Linked DNA regions of Sus scrofa: region 2 is linked to region 1. The links are chromatin contacts, called in public Hi-C maps. All regions are on one chromosome and are shown on one strand. The core of a region is the stretch at or near the end of the contact, and the rest is flanking DNA. Distances in the headings are between cores, read along the strand shown.

Region 1 (6,088 bases), core at 633-3,132:
TATGTCCTTTCTTAGCAGGTGCCTTCTCGCACTGTCTAGTCAGTACTATTGACATGCAGCCTCTCTAGGTGGCTTTCACTCTCTATGTTCAAATTTCCTGCCTTCTTTTTGTACAGTAAAAGTACACTATAGTTTGCATTGATCTATGCAGAGCTGGTAGTGCCATTCACATGAGCAATTATATACTGAAGAATAGGGTTAACATAGTTTTTTTTTAAACAATACCTATTAGCAAGTAGATGGAATATTATATTCCCTCCACTGAGAGCTCTCATGGCAACCTGTACTGCAAGCCCTGGATCAATGAGCACTTGTGCTTTGTTTTTTCATTTTGAGTCATAAAAGTCAATATGTTCACTTCCCTATCATGTTTGCATTCTCATGGTGATAGCTGTCAAAAGACATCCAAGCGACAGTGCTGGAGGTGCCACCAGAGTGCCAAGGAAGAGTGTCAGCTGGCTTTCAAAATGAACACCTTCAAGGAACTGGATGGGGGAACAGGCAGAATCCACAGCCAGATAAGGAGCGCTAGAACCCCTCTGACTGCGCATGTAGGAGGAAGCCATCAAAGCTGTGACCAGTTACTAGGGTAACAGATTTGTCACAACTTCTGGGGATTTAAAGGGAATGATATCACAACACACCTCCTTGAGCCCAGTGTGAATAGCTGTGATTTAGATCTAGTTACCTATTGGTAAGGGCTTCAAGTTACAGACAACACAATCCATTTCCGTGATGAACAGCAGAAAAGCATTGATGACAGACTATTTGTAAGAAGCACACAGAATTTCTGAGAAGGATAAGGAAACAGACAGGTTGCTAGTAGCCAGGAGCAATGCAGCCAAGAGTTCTGAGTTCTAGAAGTATTGTCCTTACAGATAGTCCATTGCTGGCACTGCCCACCACCTCGCACCTTGGACACAAGGAACCAGGCAGTAGAAACCTGACCTCAGCTACTGCAGCCCAACTTCCCAACAGACTACAGCTCTACCTGCATTCCTCACTTGCACCTTCCCCAGCTCACCTTCTAAGTGTCACACAGGTGCCTCTGCTTGGCGGAGCTTCAAGGAAATCTAGGAAAATGGTTTCTAGTTTTCCAGGGTTTACACCTGAGGGAGTTAGAATGCGGCTTGAGGAGCTAATGGGTAGGGCCTGCCACAGCTTCCATTTAGAGGACCCATCCCCCTCTCCCAGACAAGGCCTGGATTCCCCTAAATGCCTGTTATATGACACATGCAGATTTTCATAAAGAACGAATACTTCAAACCCCCCTGGGGCGGGTGGATCTGGTTCTGTGATGTCTCTATATTTGTTCGGCAATAGCTACTTTACAGCTATTTGAAGTTGTACATCCCCTTGGTTTTTTTTTTTTTCTCTCAAATGAGTAGAAAGCAGAGAAATAAGAATGATATTTGTGATAAGAAGCATGGGTCTCATATATTTAATAAAACTGAAAGACTAATGATTACCAGTTGGTTTCAAAGCAGTCAACCTATTAGCCTCCATGAGACCCTTATTGGGGAAAAAAGATCAACTTCCTAGTCCATGCAAAGATCACATTTAAACTACTGAAACTATATTATTGAAGAATATGTCAATTGGACAGTGTCCTTAGGAATGTTACAGTTTTGTTTCCCTTTCTGGGACTAGAAGCCCCTTGTAATATGGGAGGCTATTTTTAACTTTTGCACATTCTCCCTTGGATGCATGTTCCAGCCTCCTTGAATGTGTCAAACGCAGGTATTGTTTCAATCTGCAAAGAGAAACAAGAGAACAGGTGCGCAGGCGAGAAGAGGGAGGGGTCGCACACCCTGAGTCCACGCACGCAGCCCCGCCCAGCCCTCGCCACCTTGACCTATCAGCTGCCAGCCCAGCCCCTCAGGTACCAACGCCTCGCCCAGGAAGGCGACAGCGCAAGCTCTCAATCCTCCATCCTTTTCTCCTCCTCCTCCTCCTTCTGGTCCTCGGCCCCCTTGGTAGGGTGAGGTGAAGTCGCCGGGGAAGGGTAGCTGGCTGCTGAAGGAAGGAAAGACGCCCTCCTCAAAACAGTAAGGAGGGGATTGGCGGGGTGCGAGGCGCGTGAGAGGCTGGTCAGCCTGTATGGTGTCTGCTGCGCGCAGGGCGCCCTGGGCTGCAGACAGCCTAAGCCTGACGTTTGTCCTGTGTGTGTTCCCTCCCTTGTCGGCTACAGCGAAATCTCCTTTCATTTTCTGAATATAGTGTCTTCCCACACTTACAAACCTGTTTTCCCCTCTCTTATGTCCATCTGAAGGACAGAAGTGATTTCTAACAGGGTACAAAATTTTACACTGCTGAGGAAGACACCTGTGTGCCTCATGAGACAGCCTTTTGTACACAGCAAACTAACTACTGGTCCAACAGCTAATTTCACTTTTTTTTAATAATAAAAAAATGATTGAGAACTTCTCCAAATAACAAAAGCTGTTTTAATTGGGGGCCAGTGGAGTCATTACTGGAGCTAGGGGGCCACCCTGTGGCTAAGTGTCAAAAAATGAGGTCCAGTGGTTTTTTTTCTCCATACCTTTCTGCAGTTAATCTTTTCATTCTAAGAGCAGACAGGAACAAACAGCAGGACAAAATTTGCCAAATGTCTGCCCAGAATGTGGAATTGGCCTTCTGGGCTGGAATGTTTAAGCCAAAGTATGTGCCTGGACCGGTACACTGGGAACTTATTAGAAAATTAGAAATGCACATTTTTCGGAGTTCCCCCATCATGGCTCAGCAGAAAGAAACAAACCTGACTAGTATCCATGAGGATGGATGTTCACTCCCTGCTTAGTGGTTTAAGGATCCGGCGTTGCCATGAGCTGTGGTGTAGGTCGCAGTCGCGGCTTGGATCCTGCATTGCTCTGGCTGTGGTGTAGGCCTGCAGCTGCAGCTCCAGTTTGACCCCTAGCCTGAGAACTTCCATCTGCTGTGAGAGAGGCCCTGAAAAGACAGAAGAATAAAAAAAAGAAATGCATATTTTTAGGCCCACCCCAGAACTATTGAATCCAAAACTCTGGGGGTGGGGGTGACTGCTTGAGTTTCAACAAGACCTCCAGGTGATTCTGATACCAGGTGAAGGCTGAGAACCACTAGTTTAGACCAGATGGGTAAAAAAGCATTTCCCTGGACTGGGCTAGCATGAGTTTGTACCGACTGTTACTGATTATATAGTTATTCTAGAATTTACTCACTCATTCACCAACTATTATATTCCATTCATTGAAAACAGATTTATTGCATGTTTAAAGAGCAGCAAGAAAGCTCATGTGATTGGAACAGAGTGGCTGAGGGGGAAAGTGGAAGAAATGAGTTCTGAGAGGCAGGCAGGGGCTGGTTGTGTAGACAGTAGATGATGGTGAGGTGTGATGTGTCCTGGGAGCCGCTGGAAAGTAACAGCAGGAAAGAGATGCGATAAGAATTGTCTTCTAAATGTCATTCCAGTTACAGAGAACAGTGGTGGAAGTAAGGGACAGATAAGGAATTAAAACAAAGCTCAAGAGAGGGAGAGTGGTGCCCTTTTGCAACGGCTTGATCCTGGAGGGATTTTGAAGGTAGTAGGTTCAGCTGGGTTTATGGATGAATTGGATATGAGATGAGACCAAGGGAAATCTAGGATAACTCCAGTTTGCACCTGAACCAAACTATATTTAGTGAAAAATAATTAAGTGCCGGAGTTCCTGTCGTGGCGCAATGGAAACAAATCTGACTAGTATCCATGAGGACGCAGGTTCCATCCCTGGCCTCGCTCAGTGGGTTAAGGATCCGGCGTTGCCGTGAGCTGTGGTGTAGGTCACAGATGCAGGTCAGATCTGGTGTGGCTGTGGCTGTGGTGTAGGCCCGCAGCTACAGCTCGGATTGGGTCCCTAGCCTGGGAATCTCCATATGCTGCAGGTGCGGCTCTAAAAAGACATTAAAAAAAAAAAAGGAAGTAATTAGAGTTTAAACATACACTTCAGGACTATATCATAAAGGTCAAATGTTTTAGTGGGAAAGACCAATTAAATGAAGATTAGGTGGTTTCCTTCCATACAATTTACACAATTCTTTGTTATAGTCAAAATATTTCATCTTCTTTTATAAAAAATATATTTTAATTTCAACATGTAGCTTGGAATTTCAGGCAATATTTGCGTACACTGGTATCTACAGGGAAGGTAGGGGTTGTACTTAAGGTAATCAGGGCTATTCTTCATATTAGAAGTAGAAATAGAACTCCTTTATCAATTTGCTACTTTTGTTCTTCCTGGAGTACAAATTAGCAGCAATTATGTGCGCCTGCAAACATACATTTTAATGTGTAATAGAGCTGCCTCATCCCCACCCCACTTACTTCAACAGCCAGGCTCCTGGCAACCTCAACCATTTGGAACTCAGGTATGAATTCCCAAACTACACGCAGCAGCTTAAGTGAAGTGTCTAAAATTAAAGTTAATGATTTAATAAGCTTAATTATTTGATTTCCTCTGGCAACCTTCCATTCTTCCCAGGTTTAATCCAATTCAGTAAGTGGTGACTGGGTACTTACTGTGAACAGGGCACCTTATTAGCTGCGATGAGGGGTGTGAAAAGGATGGCAGAGAACAGACTGTATGTACAAGAAGGGGCGCTAGGGAGCAGACATGCTGACCGCAGCAAGGAGGAGGAAACAGGAGGCTCGCCATCCAGAGGAGAATAAACGTCTCCGGCTTTTGAATGAACACTGATAACAGCAGCTATTTAAATAGCCTCCTAGGCTAGAGGACAGCCAGCTGAGTGACTGAGGTTTCCTGACAATGAGACAACGACTGTGAGTCGTAAATTTTTTTAAAAAAGTTGTTACTCCATTTCCTGTGACAGGGAATGATATAAGACATTTTAGAAAAAGTTTCATCAAGATAATTAGCATTTAACATAAAGAGGTGGTTTTTTATATCACCTAAATGATTAATTAAATCTAGACTATCTTGTTTCTGTAAGAATTAATAGGATCTTATTACAGATGTGCCTGGAAAGTTCTATTAGGGGAGAATTTGAAAGCTGAATCTTGACGGGCCAATAGCTGGCTAGTCTTTGGGGCTTTTCACATTAGTGGGCTATAGGGTAGCCAGAGGTGTAGGTCTGAGAATAGAGAGGGTAATTGCTAACTTGTGGTTGTTACCTTGCATTTAAAGATTTTCCTTTAAAACCTTTTTGTTGTGGAAAATTTTAAATCAATACAAAAGTAGCAGAATAGCATAAAAAAGAGTTCCTGTCCTGGCTCATCAGAAATGAATCCGACTAGGAACCATGAGGTTTTAAGTTTGATCCCTGGTCTTGCTCAGTGGGTTAAGGATCCGGCATTGCCGTGAGCTGTGGTGTAGGTTGCAGATGCGGCTTGAATCCTATGTTGCTATGGCTGTGGTGTAGGCCAGTGACTGTAGCTCTGATTCGACCCCAAGCCTGGGAACCTCCATATGCCTCGGGTGCTGCCCTAAAAAAAAAAAAAAGAATAGCATAAAAAGCCTTTATGCTATTTATGCTATTGGTCAGTAACCATCACCTACTGACCAATCATCGATACCCACCCACATCCCCCCTCCTGTATTATTTTGAAGCAAATTCCGGACATCATATAATTAGCCATAAATGTTTCAGTGTATATTTCTAATAAGGACTCTTTGAAAAATCCCCAGGATTCCAATACCATATCTAAAAAAATAAGAGGTTTTTTTTTTGGGGGGGGGGCTTCTACCTGTGCCATGTAGAAGTTTCCAGGCCAGGGATCAAACTCATGCCACAGTGGTAACCAGAGCCACAGCAGTGACAATGCCAGATCCTTAACCTGCTGAGCCACAAGGGAACTCTAATAATTCTTTAATATAACCAAACTCCTAGTCAAGAGTTCAAATTTCCAATTGCTTCATAAAATTATACCATTCAAAAGATTTATTTGAATTAGGACCTATATCAGGTCTATATGGATACTGGTTGATATGTTCTTATTCACCCCCCCCCCACCTCTGCCCCAATTAGTACTTTTTCATTCAAATGAATTCGATGACTACAGTAGGGCTTTGGGCCTGGAAGGTTTCCCGCAGCCTGGATTTTGCGGATTTCAGCT
Region 2 (5,362 bases), core at 267-2,766, 92 kb before region 1:
CATCCTTCTTCCTTCTCTGGACCCACAGGTCCTCCAAGCTCCACACTAACATACATGCCCTCTCCACAAGTTTCCATGGCAGCCATGCTCTGGTGGCAATGGTGAGTTGGAGTCTCCCTTACAAGCCTTCTGTGTTCTAGAAGGGTTTTAACACAGATTGTTGAAAAAACAAAAAAGGCATTTCCGTGCTCTGAGGACCTGGATAGGTGTGAACATCAACCACAAGAGAAGCTGGGAGAGGCCCTGTCCTCAGCGGTGGTCTTTGTGTTCCACCCAGTGACCTTTGCCTCCCCTTCATGTTGGGTGGGATTTCCCACACCCAGGAAGAGAGTTCAGAGGCTGGGCAGCCAAAAACTCAACAGATGTCCCTCGGAGCAGAAGGCTAGCCAGTCAGTCTCTGGGGTTGTGCTCACTGACCAGGGACAGATGGTATTCAAGGGGCAACAGAGGTCTCCAGGGACAGGGACTCTGGGAGGCAGGTCAGAGAAGCTTTATCCCTGTGATTCCTAATCAGGAACAATTTGGGCAACATCTGAGGACATTTGGGGTTGTAACAGCTCAGGGGAGGGGAGCATCTAGCGGGTAGAGGCCAGGGATGAAGCTAAACCCTCACAATGTGCAGGGCACCCTCCATCCCCCACAAAGAATTATCTGAACCAGAATGTCAGCAGTGCTGAGGTTGAGAAACCCGCTTTATCCAGAGGGCCTCACTGGTCACGTCAGCTCACTGGGCACGTCTCCTTACAGAGGAGGCTTGGCCAGAATTCAGGGCCAGACTCCACTTTCTGCATCTGGGACAGGAGAAGTGAGCGCTGTGTGGAAATGAAAGTCTTGCCAAGTCCCCAACCTAGGAGCCTGGAGCTCTTGGGCTGGTTGTGATGACAGAGACTCTGGAATGAGACTGGATAGGGACTTTCTTGCTCCCTTAACAAAATACAGGATGCTGGCACAGGCAGACGCTAGAGGTAGGACAGGATGGTCTGAGGCACTGCGGCTGGCTAGGACCGGCATGGGGGCCTGTGGCTTCAACTCGGGGGAGGGAAGAGGAGGAAGCACCCAGGTGGGACAGGCGGTTTCCAGACAGACCTTAAAACCAACCACAATTCAGTCCTCGAGTCCAGGCTCAGTTAATCTGAATTCACATAAGCACATCACGGGGGACGGGGTCAGGGGAGTGAACTGAGGCGTAGGAGTTTGCACAACAGGGAAATAAGACAAATGCCTATTTCTTCTCATCATGCAACAGGCAGAAATGAAAGCTCAGCCTTCTTGGTTGGTGGGATATTATTGTAAAAAGTATGGAGAAGCTTGATAAAGGCTTACTTTCCCCAAGTTCTGATTTCTGATAAGTGCCCAGATGTTGCTAATTTGTAAAATGTTTTTGAAACACTTTCAAGGTTCTTGGCAATTTTGAGCATCTCAGCAACCCTGTGAGATGGGTGCCAGCACCCCCATTTGACAGGCAAGGAAACCGAGGCATGGAAGGCAGGGCGGCTCACCCACGCCACAGGGCTGGCTGGCAGCTGTGCTCTCTGCCTCCGACTCTCCTATAGAAAACATTTGTGTCAGTTCCCAGGGGCTTCTTAGGGCACTCAGGCACTGTGGCCTGGACACTTTCCCTTCATTGTTGTTTCACTCTGTTATGAGCCTGTTCTCTTCCTCCTGGTCGCCTTCTCCTCCTTGGGTTTGGCTCACTTTCCCCTTTGGGGAAAAACAACCTCTTAGCAGCCGTCTACTTACAATTTGTCTCACGTGGCCAGGCGCTCGTTAGCAGCTGCTGCTCTTTGTAAAAGGCCTGAGTAAACCAAGGAGGAGTTTGTCTTTGATATGAAGATTCAAGAGTGGGGAGAAACCCCAGGGTTGGCTTCCCTTCAAGGAGTCCTAATCTTCATTTTACTAAATTGATGCTAATTGCTGTTGGAACATTCATTTCATCTTTTTTCTTTTGGAGCTATGTTTATCTTAAATCTCTCTCTCTTAATCCTAGGTTTATTGTTAAATTAATATAGAATTATTTGGAAATATTAATCTATTTAAGACTGTTCAAAGGGCAGATGTTTTAGCACTGGAAAATACTTGTGTCTTAAGTGTTTATTATTCTGTATGTAATTATAAGAACTGTAAGAAATATTTTCTAAATAGTAATTATGCATTTTTCTTTTTTTTAATTCTTATTGATTTTTGTAAGATTTCTATTTCACTGGTTTAGAGTGTTTAAACAATAAGGTGACACTCATTTCACCGCCAAGTCAGCCAGTTTCCTTTTTTAGGGCTGCATGTGTGGCATATGGAAGTTCCTAGGTTAGGGGTCGAATAGGAGCTGAAGCTGCCAGCCTAGGCCACAGCCACAGCAATACCAGATCTAAGCCACATCTGTGACCTATGCCTCAGGTTGCAGCAATGCTGGATCCTTAATCCACTGAGCGAGGCCAGGGATCAAACCTACATCCTCAGGAATGCTATGTTGGGTTCTTAACCCTCTGAGACACAATGGAAACTCCCAGGTTCCCTTTTTTGCAGCTGGTGTTCCTAAAAGCTGAGACTTTAATCTGCAAAAGTCATTTTTAATAGCTTTGTTAAGGTATTACTGACACAGTTTGGAAGTTCTGACCTATGTATGCATCCATGAAACCACCACCACGGTTGAGACAACACATCCATCACCCTCAGAAGCTTTCTCAAGCTCACTTGTAATTATTCCTGCCCTGTCCACCGCCTTTGTTATTACTAAGAAACTATGGACTTGCCTTTCAACATCATAAATTGCATTCTAGAATTTTATATAAGTGGAATCATGCAATGTGTACTCTTTTTGCCTGGCTTCTTTCACTTAGCATAATAACTTTGTGAATTATCCACATTGTTGTGTTGTATCGATAGCTTATTCACACGGCATGGATAAATCCCAACTTGTGTATCATCCATGTACCTGTTGAAAGAGTTTGGCTTGTTTCCAGCTTTGAGCTATTACAGTTAGAACTATTACAGTTAGCTCATCTGTGTACACGTCTTTGTGTGGACATGTGCTTTCTTTTCTCTTGGCCAAATACCTAGGGGTGGAATGGCTAGGTCTTATGGTAGGTTTGTATTTAAAATTCTAAGAAATTTGCCAGAAAATGAAAAAGGAAAAGAACTGTGAAACTGTTTTTCCAAACATTTTACATTCCACCAGCATTGCATGATTTCTGATTCCTCCACACCCATGGCAAAACTTGGTAAGATTGTTTTGTTTTGTTTTGTTTTAATTTTAGACATTCTGCATGTGTGTAATGGGAGATCATTGTAGTTTTCATTTGCATTTTTCCCAGTGACTAGTAATGTTGAGCAGCTTCTTATGAGCTTATATGTATCTTCCTTGATGAAACATCTGTTTAAATTTTTGCAAAAGTAAAATTTTGCACAGTGCATTGTTGCCTCATGTGATTGATTTGTCAAACACTACTGTGACCTACACCACTTGAAACACTGATTCAACCCTTCTAAGTGTGTGGTCAAAATCCTTGTGTCAGAAAAAGCTAACACTTAGGGGGTACTTGTCACATGCCAAGCACTGTGCTAAGTGTTTATGCATGTTAATGCATTTAATCATCACAACTAGCCCAAGGTCACATAGCCAGATGGGCAGTAGAGCAGGGCTTGAAGAATTGTGTGGGGAAAAAGGAGCAGAAAGAAACATCAGTGGGCAGTACTGAGCCTTCATCTAAGGTTTCTCTACAGGCTTTATGTAGGAGGGGGCCAGATGGTGAAGCTGACCCAGAGTCCAGAGTTTTTCAAGGGCAGAGGACCAAAAGGCATGGTATTGACTTAGTTTGTTGGAGTGACTGAGGAAGTGGTCTTGGCTGGATAGAAGGGGGTGAAGACAGGCAGGAGGAAGAGGGGTAGTGAAGGAATTGGAGGACTCTGAAAGGGCAGGAGAGTGCTGAAAATATGAATGGTTTTGGTTAAAGTAGGATGTCAGAACTTGGGAATTCAGGGGTGGTGGGGTTCCTGGTGCTGATGGTGTCCAGAGCACCTGGAGGTTGGATGATAGGAATTGGAAAGTCTCAAAGAGATTTTCATTTATTTTAATTTCCTCTGGAGAAAAATACTGACACTTTGATTTTTTTGGCCATGTTATTTTTACTCAGTGAAATTTATCAGTCTTTTCCCTTATGGCTTAGGGTGAACAACCATTCCAGTTTGCCAAACTCTGTCCTAATTTCAACACTGAAAGTCCCACATCCTGGAAATCCCTTACTTCTGGAAAAATTGGGACAATGGTCAGCCTAGAAGCCATGGACTCTTTCTCGCTTGGACAGTTACTCATAGACTCCCACACAGTGTCTGGAACTTCATTCTCATCCTCTCTTCTTTACTGAATTCTTTCTGAAACTCAGCTCTGATTATTTTGTGTACAGGTAATAAGGAGTGGAACAAACTTCACAGGAGTTCCCTGGTGGCCTAGTGTTTAAGGATCCAGGTTATGACTCTTGTGGTACGGGTTTGATCCCTGGCCTGGGAACTTCTGCATGCCACAGACATGGCCAAAAAGAAACAAAACAAACTTCAGACTGGTAGGAACCTACATCTTCAATCTAATTCCCATTCCTCCCTTTACGTACTCACCATTCTAGCAAAATTGACTTACTAGAACTCCCTACCACAGGCTTTCCTGTCTCAGGCACCTGTTCAAGATCTTTTCCTTCCCTGAATTATCTCTTCCTTCCCAGCATGTCTACTCCCATTCTCTCTTTTGGATCCTCCTTTGATGTAACCTGGTCCAGGAAGGCTCTTGTTATATGAAATCTTCCTCCTTATAATCTGAAATCTTCCTCCCTGCACTTTTAGCTCCTCTATTAATTATAACAAGACAGAACATCTGACACCCAGTGGCTCAAACAAACAGTTGAACAGAAAGCAGTCTATGGGGTAGATCTACATTCAGGCGTGGTTGGATCATTAGGGACTGAACCAAGCCATCTAGACTCTGTATCTCTCCCCTCCAGATGACCTCTCTCCTCAGGCAGATCTCCCATAGCACCGGCAGCTTCTTGGGCTTCATTATTCCAGGGAGTGGGAAAGAGTGGGAATCAAAGTGCCAACATCCCCGGAAGTCCTGAGATGCCCTCTTATTGAACCACCTTATTCCATCCCTGGGGCAGGAGGATGTGGTTGTGCACTGCCCAGCTCTAGGAGGTGCTGTTCATAGAGACTGCACTGCTAGCTCTGAGGTCCGAGGAAGTGGGACTTTCACCTCTCTGGGTCCCAATTTCTTCATCAATCAGAAGAGAGTAACATATCTCTGAGATCCTGTGCAGTCCTATAGCTCTACCATTCATGTTCTGTGACTCTCAGTGGAAATAGTATTTTATTGGCTTTGTTG

The links. Hi-C and Micro-C count contacts between places; a contact is called where the count stands out from the background.
Region 2: a Hi-C map of retroperitoneal adipose tissue shows a contact between it and region 1, with 2.3 times the contacts expected there. The contact joins the enhancer-like site here to the promoter of CEP68 in region 1. A contact is called at or near these places in 5 of 5 promoter capture datasets (fetal liver, fetal skeletal muscle, liver and 1 more), 25 of 47 Hi-C or Micro-C datasets (adipose tissue, alveolar macrophages, blood and 14 more) and 2 of 2 datasets of contacts at active chromatin or transcription factors (alveolar macrophages and skeletal muscle).

The regions. Positions count from the first base shown.
Region 1 is chr3:76,928,467-76,934,554 of Sscrofa11.1, reverse strand. It overlaps CEP68 (centrosomal protein of 68 kDa), which reads left to right and starts at 1,882. Exons shown (of 7, transcript XM_021087449.1): 1 at 1,882-2,048.
Region 2 is chr3:77,021,280-77,026,641 of Sscrofa11.1, reverse strand. No RefSeq gene overlaps it. Among named protein-coding and RNA genes, the nearest start is that of SLC1A4, 53 kb to the right of the region's middle. Within about 2 kb of position 1,516, at least 4 of the 83 cell types and tissues checked have an H3K27ac peak or open chromatin away from gene starts, as enhancers often do. A contact at or near this core is called in retroperitoneal adipose tissue, where this site is marked.